Linked DNA regions of Mus musculus: region 2 is linked to region 1. The links are chromatin contacts, called in public HiChIP or PLAC-seq maps. All regions are on one chromosome and are shown on one strand. Each heading gives the region's core, a stretch centred on a gene start, on an enhancer-like site or on the middle of the called end of the contact. The rest is flanking DNA. Distances are from core to core; before and after follow the strand shown. Region 1 holds the start of Tmtc2 (transmembrane and tetratricopeptide repeat containing 2). Region 2 has its middle 64 kb from the start of Gm15663.

Region 1 (6,679 bases), core at 3,024-5,523:
CTCCATATCTGTATCACATAAATGGGTACGTCACCCATGAAGTGATACGTGGGCAATCCAATCAGAATCCAAGGCATTTACAAGTTATCTTGGCACCAAGCTGACTTCCCCCAGTATGACCTCTGAGAAGCTTCTGGCCACATTTTAAAGGGGACAGTGTGTGCTGATGCAAGGTCAGCCTCAACAAGTGCATGAGAGAGAAAAGAGATAGGGGGTCACAAAAGGTATCTGTCTGTATTTCGCACACTCGTGAACATCAAGTTTCTCCAGAGAATGAAAAGGATCACTTAAGGCGTCACATTGAGCAGAACTTAAGATGTGCCAAGCATTTCACATTGGTACCACAACTTCAGATTAAGCAGTCATTACCTTATTCTAAAGCTGAGAGGAGAGAGAACAAGGCTGAAAGCATGTATGTTTTCTCATCAGATACTGTGAAGTCTGCCCTGGCATCACTCATTTCCACACACTGTACACATATTCTTAGGTTTACCACCAAAACACTTGAAAGACATTGAGTGGCTACAGTGCGGAACTGATCTTTGCTTCAAGAAAGCTTTATGTTGCCACCTAACTTCCAACAAGCTATATAAGACATAAAAATGATTATCAGTATACCAGTTGATAAACTAAACTGATCATGGTGTTTAAAACAAATGGCAACTTTGAGAAGTACATGAGCAATAACACTCACACTGCAACAATAATAACACCCTACTAAAGTAACGGCCAGATTCTTCAGGCTACAATGCAAGGTTCTAATTTAGCGAAGCAAGTCATGCATACGAGCCATCACCCCCTTATGTGTGGTTCTTGCTACTTCCAGGGGCTTCAGTTCCAGAACTGTACTCCACTGAAGTTCCTGGGGGTCATCACAATGCACAGATATAATTTAAGCAATGCTTTCCATGTGAATCTCTGCAAATGGAAATGGAGTACTGGAAACCAGCCTATCACACTGTCGTTTCCACGTGGCTCCCCCTCTTCGCTTCCCTCTTCACACACCAGCGAGCTACAGAACTTACGGGGAAAGTGCATTTGCAAAGCCACAGTTGACAGTGCACCTTGGCAATGAATCACATTCGCATGCTGAACACACAACAAATAAATTCAGTGTGGCATAAATATGCACCTGATGGTTCCTCGGGAACACAGGAATAAAGTTTGCTACCCTTAAGATTTCACATTTTTAAGACCTTGCGGTTGCATATGTAGTTTTGCCAGAAAATAATTTTTTTCAGAAAATAATTTTTAATGCATAGTGAAGCATAATTCATACTTTAGGCCCTCAGTGTTCTATAGATACATGTCTAAATATCATATTGGACCTGCTATCAATGATATGAGAAAATTATCACAGGAAATTCACCTATACAGAGAGAAAATAGAAGACAAGGATTGGTAACACTCACTGTGACCTGTAACAGGGGGAGGAACCTATAACAAATTCTAGTCATCAAGGGCAACTCATGTATCATCATCAGCACAGCTGTCTCCCAGACTCACTGTCCAAACAGGTCAGGGTGAGTGGGAGACCTACAGAAAGCTGCGCCTGCACACTGACTTAAGTTTTAGTCTCCATTTTTAAAGGAAGTGGTGCCTTTATCCTCTTTTAAGAACTGGGCAGCAGTTAAGCGTAGTCAAGAGAAATGCTTGCTTTATCATAATGTTCAACAATGTGACAGTATTTCCGAGTTTACTTTCTTCCTAAGCTCCGTATTCTTGGTTTCAACACTCCCTCTTCCAGATCACCACCCCCCAGAAGAGTCAGCCACTGCCCTGACTCATCCCTGGACTCATTTTAGCGAAACCTGAACAAAGCATTCCCCATGGGGACTCTTAAAATAGCAGGTGCAACATCACAGAAATCTGAAGAGAGAGAAAGGCCAGCAGCCCAGCCTGCCTCACTCTTGGACCATTTCTGAGAGCAGCTGAAGTCAGTACACTCTTTAAAAAGTTGAGGAAAAGTTTGTCTGCCAGAGACTATCAGCCAGTCTCTGCTGGGCACAATGCAGAAACACATCAGGGGTGTATGGGGTAGTTCTGCAAGTATCATCAGGGAATTTCATAGCAGACATGAGGGTGGGGACCAAGATCCCCTGATTTAAGACATCCAATCACTCTTAGCAGGAGAGTGGACCGAACAGAGTATATAGACTATGGCTGGCTAGCAAAGAGTATATACCCTTCCTTCTCGGACTGTTGTCAACCACTTTGCTGGGTTCACGAGCTTCCTCGCCCTAACCCTGGAGATCCATTCACTCCCCTACGCCCAGAGAGGCTGCTGAAAGGCTGTCAGAGTAAATCTGTGTTCACTTTTTGGATGGTTTAATTTCAATGGAGCATGAAACACTCCAGGATGGTTAATAAGTTTAGCCAGGCATGCCGTTCTCCCCAATATATTTTAATTATGCATCTGTTTTAATTGTAATCAGATTAAGTCACCGGAAAGGCACAAATTGGGAGTTGTCCCTAATGGCTATTGGAGCTTTTCATCAGTTTCTAAACACTAACAATATATTTTAAAAATAGGTAGAGACATCAGCACAAGGGTGATATTTTTCCAAGCATCAATGCAGTTTCTTTGACAACACAATCCGGGTCTCATTAGCCACCCAAACTAACCCAAATACAGAAGACAACTTCTGTCTCCAGGGCGTCTTCTTCTGCAATTAGCACCAGCGAATCACTAATGTCTCATGCAAAACGCCCAAACAGAACTGAAAGCCCACGTTTTTATAAAGGAATTCCCCATGATGCGTGAGCAAGGTTGGGGGAGCGAGAGATACAACCAGCAGCGAGATACAGCTCAAAGTTTACTATCATACACGTCAAAGAGAAAGTTGACTCAGAGTACGCGCGCTCTTTCCTCTATTTGGCAACTGTCATATGTGCGTTTAACTTCGAGAAATCAGTGTCCTATCAATAAAAGGAAACCACACGGGGAGGATCTTCTAGGGGTGCAGAGGTGCTTCCTTCCAGCCCACACGTAAAATCGCTTAATATGCTTTTTCTTTCTTTCTTTCTTTCTTTCTTTCTTTTTTTTTTTTTTTTTTTTTTTTTTTTTTTTGCACCAAGGTATACCAAGGATTGTTATTGGAATTTTTACTTTGGCTGGTTGTTTGTTTAACGTGGGTTCATTAAACAGTCTTCCAAATTGCCTGGATTTCCGCAAAGAAACTTAAGCGCCTGCCAACCAGCAAGAAGCAAGCAAGAACCTGCTGCAAAGTAGGAGCGGAAACTCGTTCGGCCCGCCCAGCGCGCCTGCGTCCGTCCCGGCTGTTTGCTTTAGGTGTTACGGTTTCCGTGTCGCCTAAACCTTCAGGTGCAGATACCTGTCCCCCCAACCCCGCCCCCAAGACGCGCTTCAGCCTGACAGCAAGCAGTACCAGAGCCACCGAGGAGCCCCCACCCCACCCCCGTCGCACCGCAGCCATTGCCCCTTTCTCTCACCCACTTACCTGTCATCGTAGCAGAAATCAGCACTCAGGGTGTTGAGATACAAGGCGAGCCCCAGAGCGCTGCTCACCAACTCTGCAATCATCTCTCCACCGCCTTCCCTCCGGCTTGGCTCCCAGCGCGAGCGCAGCAGCGGCAACAAAAAACAGAAGCATCAATCCCCACCTTCCGCCGCCTTCTCCTCCTTGGCTGCACTTTTCCCCGGCTTCCCCGCCCGCCTCCTCGTCCTCCCTCCTCTCCTTCTTCCGATCCCGGGCTCCTCCTCGGGGCGCCGGGCTCCGCTGTTCCTGCGTGCTCCGGGGGTTGCGGGCTCACACCGCTCTCCCCATACCCGACAACCGCGAGAGGCAAGCGGCGATCGGCTTCACGCCCCCCGGCGGAGAATCGGGGCTTGTCCTTTTCCCGCGGCTCGCGGTCCCCACCCTAACCCATGGCACTTTGGGACGCCCTAAGGTAAAGGACTGCGGAGATAGAAGAGTGCAAGAGGGGGGACCAAAGGGCTGGACAGAGCGAGGATCTGGGACCAGCGGGAGGAAAGGAGAGACAGAGAGAGAGACCGAGAGAGAAAGGGGCGGGTGGGAGGGACGAGGCGAACCGCCTCCCTTCGCCGCCTCCCGGGCGCACGACTCCGGGGCCGTTCGCAGCAACTCGGCCGCCACCGCGGCTGCGGCACATTCACTCTTTATTGGTTCCCTCCCGGACCCCTCTCCAGTGAAGTGAGAAGCGGCGACTGGGGACTCCAAAAGCTCCCGCGTGGGGTTCTCGTCGCGGCCCCACGCGCCTGCGTGGCCAGCCCACCACCCTAAGCTAGCCCGGCCCCTTTCTCCACCCAGATCCTCCCCGCAGACTCCTCCCTGTCTACCCCCACTGGCTGGAGGCTCCGCCCACTCTTCTAGCTGCTCCAGCCTGGTACTCTGGCCCCACTCTCTTCTTCATCTTCCTTCACCTTCTTTTTGACTCTGGAAAGCCTCCCCCAAAGCCCAGGACAAAGATGACTTTTGGAAGATTGCCCAAAACGATAGCTAGAGTGTGCCCTGGGCTCTGGGAGATGGAGGAGAGAGGCGACAGGAGGAGTCAATGGTTTGCCCAGTGCTGCGGGGAGGCGCTTTGCACGCTCTAGATCGCAAGCCAAACGTCTAGTGCCAAGAGCTGTCAGGCAAAAGACTGGTCAGCTGGAGAGACTTCTCGGGACGCGGAGAGGTAGAACAGGTTTGCAGAGCGCTGGCAACCTCGGTTGACACTAAGGATCTATTGCCCCGCGCGCGCGCGATGCGTGAGCTGAATTGGGATGGAAGGGCCTGTTGAAGAGCCAGGGAAGCAGCGTTTAGGAGAGAGTTTTCCGAGGCCACGCCGTGACGGTCGACATTAATATTAGTGGAAAGACGCGTGCCCCGCAGTAAGATCATGAAAAGGGATCCAGGAAATGAAAGAGGAGAGGCAAGAAGGTAAGAAACACCCACGCGTTCCTCAGAAATTGCGTGGGGATGGGTGTCTTTAGTGGTTCAGGACTGTCAAGCTGACTCTGAGACTATAGAAGAGACCACGCTAATGCAACCCTCTACAACGGCATCCTTAAACCCAGCAGAGCGGAAAGCTAATGCCCTTTCCTTTCCGCCCGGATGCAAGACTGGATGGAAGGCATCCAACATGATGAAATACGGTGCAGAAGAATGGTCTGGGCAGAAGGAGCGCTGGGTACTAAAGTTGCATGACCAAAGAGATCCGAGAGCTGTCTGCCACACCCCCTTCCTGCCTGGTTCCCTTTCTGACTGCCCTGGTCGCTCCCTTGGACTATGATGAACACGACTGCAGCGCCCCCTGCTGTGGGGAAGCTACAGGGCACAGAAAACACGTCCTTGCAGGGCTGACTTCCAACTTCCCCTTTTGCACCTAACCAGCAAGCTCTTCAAAGATAATAAGGAAAGTGGACTCCCTGGGTATGTGGCAGCGATCTGAAAAGTTTGAACGCCTGCAGAATAAGGATGTCTGACTTCACAAAGAAATCGTTTGGAAACTGACAAATGTGTGTTCAACCTCCAACAGGCAAATTGTGATTTGATCAAAATATTATGAGCACGTAGGAAGTTCTCAAATAATATATTGAAGATGGTGATTCTTGTTCTTCAGTGCTCCCCGGTATAATGTATTTTTTAAAGTTTTTTTAAAAATCATACCAGTTGCTCCATTCGGATCCTCTCTGACCTTCTTCTGAGCTTATGTATTGATATTGGATCCTGGGGCACTGGGGGAAGAATAAATACTTAAGTCAGATACCTAGATTTGAGTATCAACTCAGCTATTAATTATTTGAGTAAGTTGGGGCCAATCACCTCCTTCACCCCTCACTTATAAATACTACTTTGGTTGGGTGAGTTTCCATGTAAATAAAGCATCCAGAGGGGGACTGGTAAGTGCAATAAGTTAGCTGTTATGATTTCCAACGTCATCCTTTTACTTCTTAACTAATACTTAGACATTCCTCTCTAAAATACATACCATTACACCCACACTGTTCCACTCTTAGTCCGAGCCATCACCAAAATACACCCATCACATCCACAGAGCGTTAGTATCTCCTGCACAAACTAATCTGATGGCCTTGTAAATGGTCTTGCTTCTACACCTACCGCCCCTGCTCCAAGCATTTACTTGAGGCTCCAGACAAGCAGCTTTAAGTTCAATCACTCCACTTAAGCGTGTGTAGTGCACATAGAATAAAACTCTCTTAGTCTGGCTCATATGGTCCTCCCCCTCTTCTCAATGTGTTCATCTGTGTATGCCTTCTCTGGAACCTTCTTTTCTCTCGTACCTGGAACTGTTTTCTCCCCAGACATTTCTTTGGCTACTTTCCACTATCTTTCAAATGGTATTTCTTCAAAAATTCTTTCTTGTATTTTATAAAGCACACACACACACACACACACACACACACACACACACACACACACACATACACACCCCTCTTTCCCATCATCCTTTATCACTTCCTTCTAAGTATCTTTGTCTGCTTGTTTGTTTGTTTGTTTGTTTGTGGAGTTTTGATTTTTTTTTTGAGACAAGGTTACTCTGTGTAGCTCTGACTGTCATTGAATTCACTCTGTAGATTAAGCTGAGCTCAAACTCAGAGATCCATCTGACTCTCCCTCTAGAGTGCTGCTATTAAAGGCCTGTACCACTACTACCTGGTGATAGGCACACATCAGTTTATTAACTAATCCCT
Region 2 (6,679 bases), core at 2,350-4,849, 64 kb after region 1:
TAGCAGACAGGGGAATGAACAAGAGCAGTGGTGTGCAGTGTTCTGCTTGTAATGGACACAGCTCACTCCTCTTAGATATATGAGGTAGTTCAGCTCCACAGCTGTCTGTCACATTGTCCCGCTGGATCTTTGACATGTTAGTGCACATCCATCATCTAGGCAGATACATGCTCAGTGCTGAGGAGCAAAGGAAACACCTCACCTCACATCTCTAACTTGACTTCTATATCAATAAACAACATCCTCAGCCATTACAATAGGGTTGCCTAGAAAACCTGGGTTTGGATTCAGGATCTGCTTTAACATACTGGGGAAACGTGGACATCTTGGCTGAACACAATATCAACTTCCTAAAATGTGAAAGAAAATTGATAAGAATAAAAATGAATTAAAATAAAAAGGAATTAAAATAAATGTGTCCCTGTGTGTCACTTGTCAAGTGTATTGGGAGAAGGAATTTATCGTTGGACTGGTTGTGGTGGCTTGTGCCTGCAGTCCAAGTGGTTGTGACGCTGAGATGGGACATCTCTAAGTTAGAGGGATTCGATGTGAAATCCAGCCCAGCCTGTACTACATAGCAAAGTCCTATGCCAGAGCTATACCTCTCTCTCTCTCTCTCTCTCTCTCTCTCTCTCTCTCTCTCTCTCTCTCTCTTTTTTCTCTCTCTCTCTCTGTGATGTTTTTGAATAAATTTATTGCATAATATCAGAATTCTAGGAGATCAAGGATATCATCATTGCTGAGCATCAACCTCACAAAGTCCCTTCTGAAAAACGTTAGAACAGCCACGGAGTCAGAAGTTAGCCATTGTAGGCAAAGTCTCAGGCAGCATTGTGATTTCTCCTGGTTGCTATCAAGTTTCACTTTAGCACCATTAATCCTGCCATAGATGCTTGACTTGGGCTGCTTACATCTTGTCGAGTTTATTCTCAACATTAGAAAGCTGATGGCTGTTGGCAATGGGTCAGAACTCCAACATGGGCTATGAAATACCTTGAGTGTCCTCAAAGAATAAGAGCGTCTACATAGCAACCACTGCAAGAGATCAGGTCAAAATGCTGTTGACCTTTGTAAGTTAGCTTTATGGGGGAAGTGTCATCACTTTGACTTTGAAGCTATTCAAAGCAGAAGACACTGCACAAGCATGAGTTCACTGAAGCTTGTCTGGAAGACTAGATGTCACCCTTAAGTACTTACATTTCTCTATAAATCAGTTTATTAATATATATATATATATATATATATATATATATATATATATATCAAATGGAGTTTCATAGGGAAATGGGAATGCAGTTCTATAAGATCTGCTCAAGATAAGACAGACCTAGATGTACTATCATACTGTGGAGTGATTCCAGGACAAGAAGATACACACAGGAAATGGTAACCAAGACAATAATAAAATTACCTAGAAAGCAAAAATGCAGCAAAGAGAAATGTACATCATTATATGCATTATTTTAGGGGGAAAAGTCTATCTCACAGAGAGCTCAAAAGTGGCCCACGGGTAAGGATGTTGCAGTTCATCAGACTTCTCATTGAGGATAATATATTTGTAAATTAAACCACTAGCTCAAAGCTGAGTGGCACATGGAAGAGATTATTGATCAAGAGGCTCTACAGGTTCATTGCTTTGGACTGTATTTTAGGTAAGAAAGACAGAAAACCCTGCCAGATACATTTCTCAGTCTCTCTGGCTTGCTGCCCCCTGGCTTTTGATTTATTAGAAGTATTGCCTGGAGACTGAAGAAATCAGGGTAGTGACCATCTTTCTTTTGTTCCTTTCCCTTCAACTGTGGGTCACCCAGGCACACATATGCTCAGTGTCGAGGGTCAACTCAAAGTCCTAACACTAAGTCTCCTTCTTGCTGTACTGACAAAAATAAATCCCCAACACTTATAATAAAGACTGGGTGGGAAGACATAAACTTGGATCCAAGACCACCTGTTTATAAGCTGAGGAGAACTGAGCATCTTGGTTAAAGCATGGATACCAATTTTCTCAAACATGAGATAAAAATCAATTTAGAAGTCCTGCCTAGTTTGAAGTTGATTGGGATAAGGACTATAATGTTGAGGTGACCATAGCGACACAGCCTAATGACATTGTAATTGTGAAGCTGAGGCAGGAGGGCTGTCAGTTAGGGGTTTGGCGAGTGTGAGTGCCAAACTAGCTCAATGTCCTTCTCTTTCCCTATTCTACCCCCATCTTCTCCTCTCCCTCCTCTGTCCTCCTTTCCTCTCTTTTTTTCCGTTCGTTCTGGAGACAGGGCTTTACTGTATACACCTATAATCTCATCACAGCCTTCCTGAGACCTGGAATCCTGGGTTTATAATACCAAGGCCCAGTCCATTTCATTTCCATACCATTTCAAATGCCAGCCTCAGCAATAGCTGCAGCTTTCTTGCATACTTTTTGTTTCTTTCGTTTTTGACGTTTTTTTTTTTTTTTTTTTTGGTTTTGTTTTGTTTTTTGTTTTTTGTTTTTTACATAGGGTAGCATTACGTAGATAAAGCTGGCCTTAAACTTACAAAGATCCACCTGCCTCAGCTTTCAGAGAACTGGGAAAGGGCTGCTCCCTCTGTAATTCTTGAATCTTTACAATAGTGGTTCCCACGTGAATGCATCAGTGCCTGGTACCTGTCAATCATGTTTTGTCTCTTGGGCTTCTTGCTCCTCTTGTTTTCCAAGAGAACCACCATTTCTAGTAGAAATCTACTCTTCCTGAACTAACTTCTAAGCTGTCAAACATGGGCCTTCCCTTCCTTATGTCTGATAACCATAAAGAACACATGGGTGGGGGGCTCAATTTCTGCTCAAACACGGCCCCTGAATGTCTAATCTAACTAAAACATGACTAGTTAGTGTAAAATCTCGAGTGATGTGTAAAGACTCTAGTCAACAAAATCAGAACAACCTTAGAGCTTGATCATGAACATGTGAGATTTTAGAGATGTTTGAGGAAAAGAAGGAGAGGTGAAGGACCACACACAGATAAGGATAAGTTACCTATGATATAGCAAAGCGAGTTTCTAAAGGTATCACAGGAAGAAAGAACATTTTTGCCCATTGGCTGGGATGGCACAGAGAGAGTAAGGAGTTTTTAATGGGAGTTTGACAGACAATGAGATTCTGAAATTTTAAAGATGGGATAAGGATATTTCAAATGTAAAGGAGAGAGATGAGACTCTGGCAGAGATGAAGATAAGTTCGCTTCTTATAACAATCCTCTGCTTTGACTGGAATAATGGAAGAAAAAAACCCCTAGAATAGTAAATTGTGCAGTTCAGGAAAGATTTTCAGAGCCTCATTTCCTATTTTCCACACATGTGTGGCTTATAATTAGAAATAAGATTTCAGGTGCATGTGCGACATTATGATAGCAGGGACTCTAACTTCTCGTTCAGATATGCCTAATTAATTACGTGCTTGGCAAAGCATGTACTTGGTAAGGGTTTGTGCAACAGTCCGGGAGATACGGTCTTCTTATTATAGGGTAAAGTAACCACAAAACTGCCCATTCCCTTCTATCAGAGCACTGGGAAACAAAGGGCTTGATTTAAGTGTCTCCAAGTACTCCACAGGACAAAGCACCGCATTAAAAACCATTCCAACCACATCATTGCCAACATCTCTCAAAATATGAGCTTCGAAGCCCGAGAGCGTATGAGATCTTGAAGATTACTCCGTGTAAGTTAATCATTACCACTGTCTGGGTGCAAGCTCAGTAGGACCCAACACTTATTTATCCTGTTTAAAAAAAAAAAAAAAAAAAAAAAAAGTCCACGTTAAAAGGCGGCTCCTAGCAGGGGTTAATGGATCTTCGAACTGGAATGTCTTTCCAAACTTGCCCAGCTGCTCTGAGTAAATAGACCGGATTCCCAGATGCCAGGCCCTGGGACAGAGCTCTGGCACCAGCTGACTTCGCTGTTCATTATTCTATTGTCTCACAGCACACCCAGCAAACAAAGCCCCATAGATGGCTGGCCTTTTTTTTTTTTTTTTTTTTTTTCCTGGCTCATGGAGGAGTGAGGACCCCAAAGGGCAGCACTTGGAAGGAGTCCACCTGTGGGTAGGGACTTTTAATTGAAATCTCAAATACACTCCAGAGCTCTGGAGGCTATTGTTATTCTTCCCACAGGCACATCTCTGCGCTGACTTGTAAGGAAGAGAAGCCATTCCATACATGCTGCAGCCGCGTAACCACGGCTACGCGGGGACATTAACAAATGGCGCCTTTGGGAGAACAGACACTGACCATGTTTGTGACTATGGATGCTTGCTCTGGGCCCATCCATTTCAATTAGTGAGATTCAATTTCATCTTCTCTCTCTTTCTGGGTCTGTTTTTAAGTTAAAATAACACCCCATAAAAATGAACCTGAAAAATGATTTACATTCTTTAGTTGCGGTGGGAATGGGCCATCTTGGAAATGTTATTTAGGACAAACATTTCTTTTTTTTCTTCTTGTTTTATTAGACCAATGTTTTCATTATAAGAGATTTTTTTCTTTATTTGACTCTTAAGCTTTTGTGTAAAGAGAGGAGACAAAAGGATCACATTAATCATCGCGCCTATGAAGAAGGAAAGGAAAACCTATTTGGATGTTGTTTGCTTGAACTGTTATTAAAGTCCTGCATTGTACTTGTATTGGTTACACATTTTTTGTTTGTTGGTTGGTTTTGTTTTTCGAGACAGGGTTTCTCTTTATAGCCCTTGCTGTCCTGGAACTCACTTTGTAGACCAGGCTGGCCTCTGCCTCCCGAGTACTGGGATTAAAGGCGTGCATTTACACATCACCTCCTCGCTGGTTACACATTTTCTATTGCTGGGATAAAGATCTGTGACCAAAGTGACTTACATGAGGAGGGGTTACTGTTCCGGAGGAATAAGAAAGAATCCACCACAGCAGGGAGACGTGGCAGCTGGAGAGAGAAGCTGAGAGATCTCATCTTAAACGGAAATCCACAAGTCAGAGAGAGTGAACTGGAAAAGAGAACACAGCTTCGAAACCGGCAAGCCCTCCCCCAATGATGACATACTCCTTCTAGCAAGGCCACTCCTCCTAAACCTACCCACACAGCACCACCAACTGAGGATCAAGTGTTCAAACATGTGAGCCTATGGAGCTGTTCTCACTACGGCTACTACAATTATCCCTGGAAAATAAACACATTTCCCTGTGAAACAAAGGGACCATGGGCAGAAAATAAGAGGGAACTGATGAGACATTTTTAATTCTTACTGGGATTTGCCCAAAGGATTTTATTTGCTTATCACAATATTTGGCTTTGCAAATAATATGCAAAAGTTAACATACTAGACATGGGTCCTGCTGTCATGGAAGTCCAGTGCAATATGCCAGGATTTCATTAGGATGTTGTGACATTTTGATCATGGCTTAGGTCCCCTCTCCATTAACCAAATCTGTCTGCATCTGAGTACGGCATTCATATACTCTTATATAACAAACATATCTATTTTCATTAAATATTACCCACAAAACAAGGGAATAAGTATAGCCTGGTGCAAAGCATACCACTTCAAAATAATGGAAATATGTAGGCAGGGATGTGCTGAGATGCTAATTCAAGCCCTCTCAAAGCCTGGGAAAACTTTGTTTTGTGAGTAGAGAGAAACAAATTTGTCCTTTTCCAAACTTGAAACAATTCATGGCAGCCTTATAAAACTTCTAGTTACTGTTACAGTTTGGAAGAAAATACATGGTGCGGCTGGAGAGTTGACTCAGCACTTAAAGAACACTGGTTGATCTTGCAGAGGACCCAGGTTGGATTCTCATGGTGGCTTACAACCATGTGTAGCGCCAGTCCCATCACATCTCATGTCCTCTTCATGTACCAGGGACACACATGATGTACATAATTAAATATATGCAACCTAAACACCCATACAAATGAATTAAAGTAAATAATGTATCTAAAATGACACTCTTATGATATTGTTGTCCCTTGTTATCCTCCTGCCTCTGTAAAAGTATCATTATTTGCTTGTTTTTCTTGTTATTGGGATTTTTGACTAAAATGTATATACTTGCTAGGCATTTTTGAAATGTTGAAAATGTTTCAAAACAGAAAACTTCAGGAAATATCTTCGGTTTGTTTGGCAATTCTTGGAGTTGAATCTAGGGCCTGGGGGGATGTCAGGCAGCCATTCTAACAGGGAGACTCCTCCCACGCTCTTGACAAAATTTGAAGAAATCCCTATTACCCAGAAATAACAATTATTAATATTGAAATGTGCACTAGTTTCTATATCTTTATGTGTGGTACAAGAGAGATGAATAGATGAATTTATTATTTCTAAATGAATTCCGTATGCACAAGTCTCGGGTCCCTGAAAGCAGATGGTAAGATGGTGTTTGAGATGGTAGATATTTAAAAAGAGTGACTGCCTATGAAGAGATATCGGAGGAAATATCACTGAGCAGCGGGAGATGGCAAACTTCATGCAGACCCAGAGAAAGTCCTGACCAACCCGTTAGGAAGCTCTGGGACTGGCATGGGAGATGCTGCCTGTGTCTTTATGCTCTCATTTGGCGATATGATACAAACTTCCCACAGAAAGCGTGTGATAGAGGTAAGGAGTCTCCATGTACCTGTTTGCAAATGTCATTTATGGTACATGTAAACCTGGACTTAGAATTGAAAATAAGAA

What was found. HiChIP or PLAC-seq counts read pairs in DNA pulled down with a chosen protein or histone mark.
Region 2: a contact with region 1 is called in an H3K4me3 HiChIP or PLAC-seq map of neural progenitor cells, with 106 read pairs. The contact joins the enhancer-like site here to the promoter of Tmtc2 in region 1. A contact is called at or near these places in 1 of 39 promoter capture datasets (the 3T3-L1 cell line), 4 of 484 Hi-C or Micro-C datasets (cortical glia, forebrain, neural progenitor cells and 1 more), 2 of 115 datasets of contacts at active chromatin or transcription factors (embryonic fibroblasts and neural progenitor cells) and 1 of 9 other capture datasets (pancreatic islet).

The regions. Positions count from the first base shown.
Region 1 is chr10:105,570,206-105,576,884 of GRCm38.p6, forward strand. It overlaps Tmtc2 (transmembrane and tetratricopeptide repeat containing 2), which reads right to left and starts at 4,274. Exons shown (of 12, transcript NM_177368.4): 1 at 3,462-4,274. The coding sequence starts at 3,544. Gm15663 (predicted gene 15663) reads left to right here and starts at 4,346. Exons shown (of 3, transcript NR_038032.1): 1 at 4,346-5,482.
Region 2 is chr10:105,635,177-105,641,855 of GRCm38.p6, forward strand. No RefSeq gene overlaps it. Among named protein-coding and RNA genes, the nearest start is that of Gm15663, 64 kb to the left of the region's middle. Within about 2 kb of position 3,600, at least 43 of the 459 cell types and tissues checked have an H3K27ac peak or open chromatin away from gene starts, as enhancers often do. A contact at or near this core is called in cortical glia, forebrain, neural progenitor cells and 1 more, where this site is marked.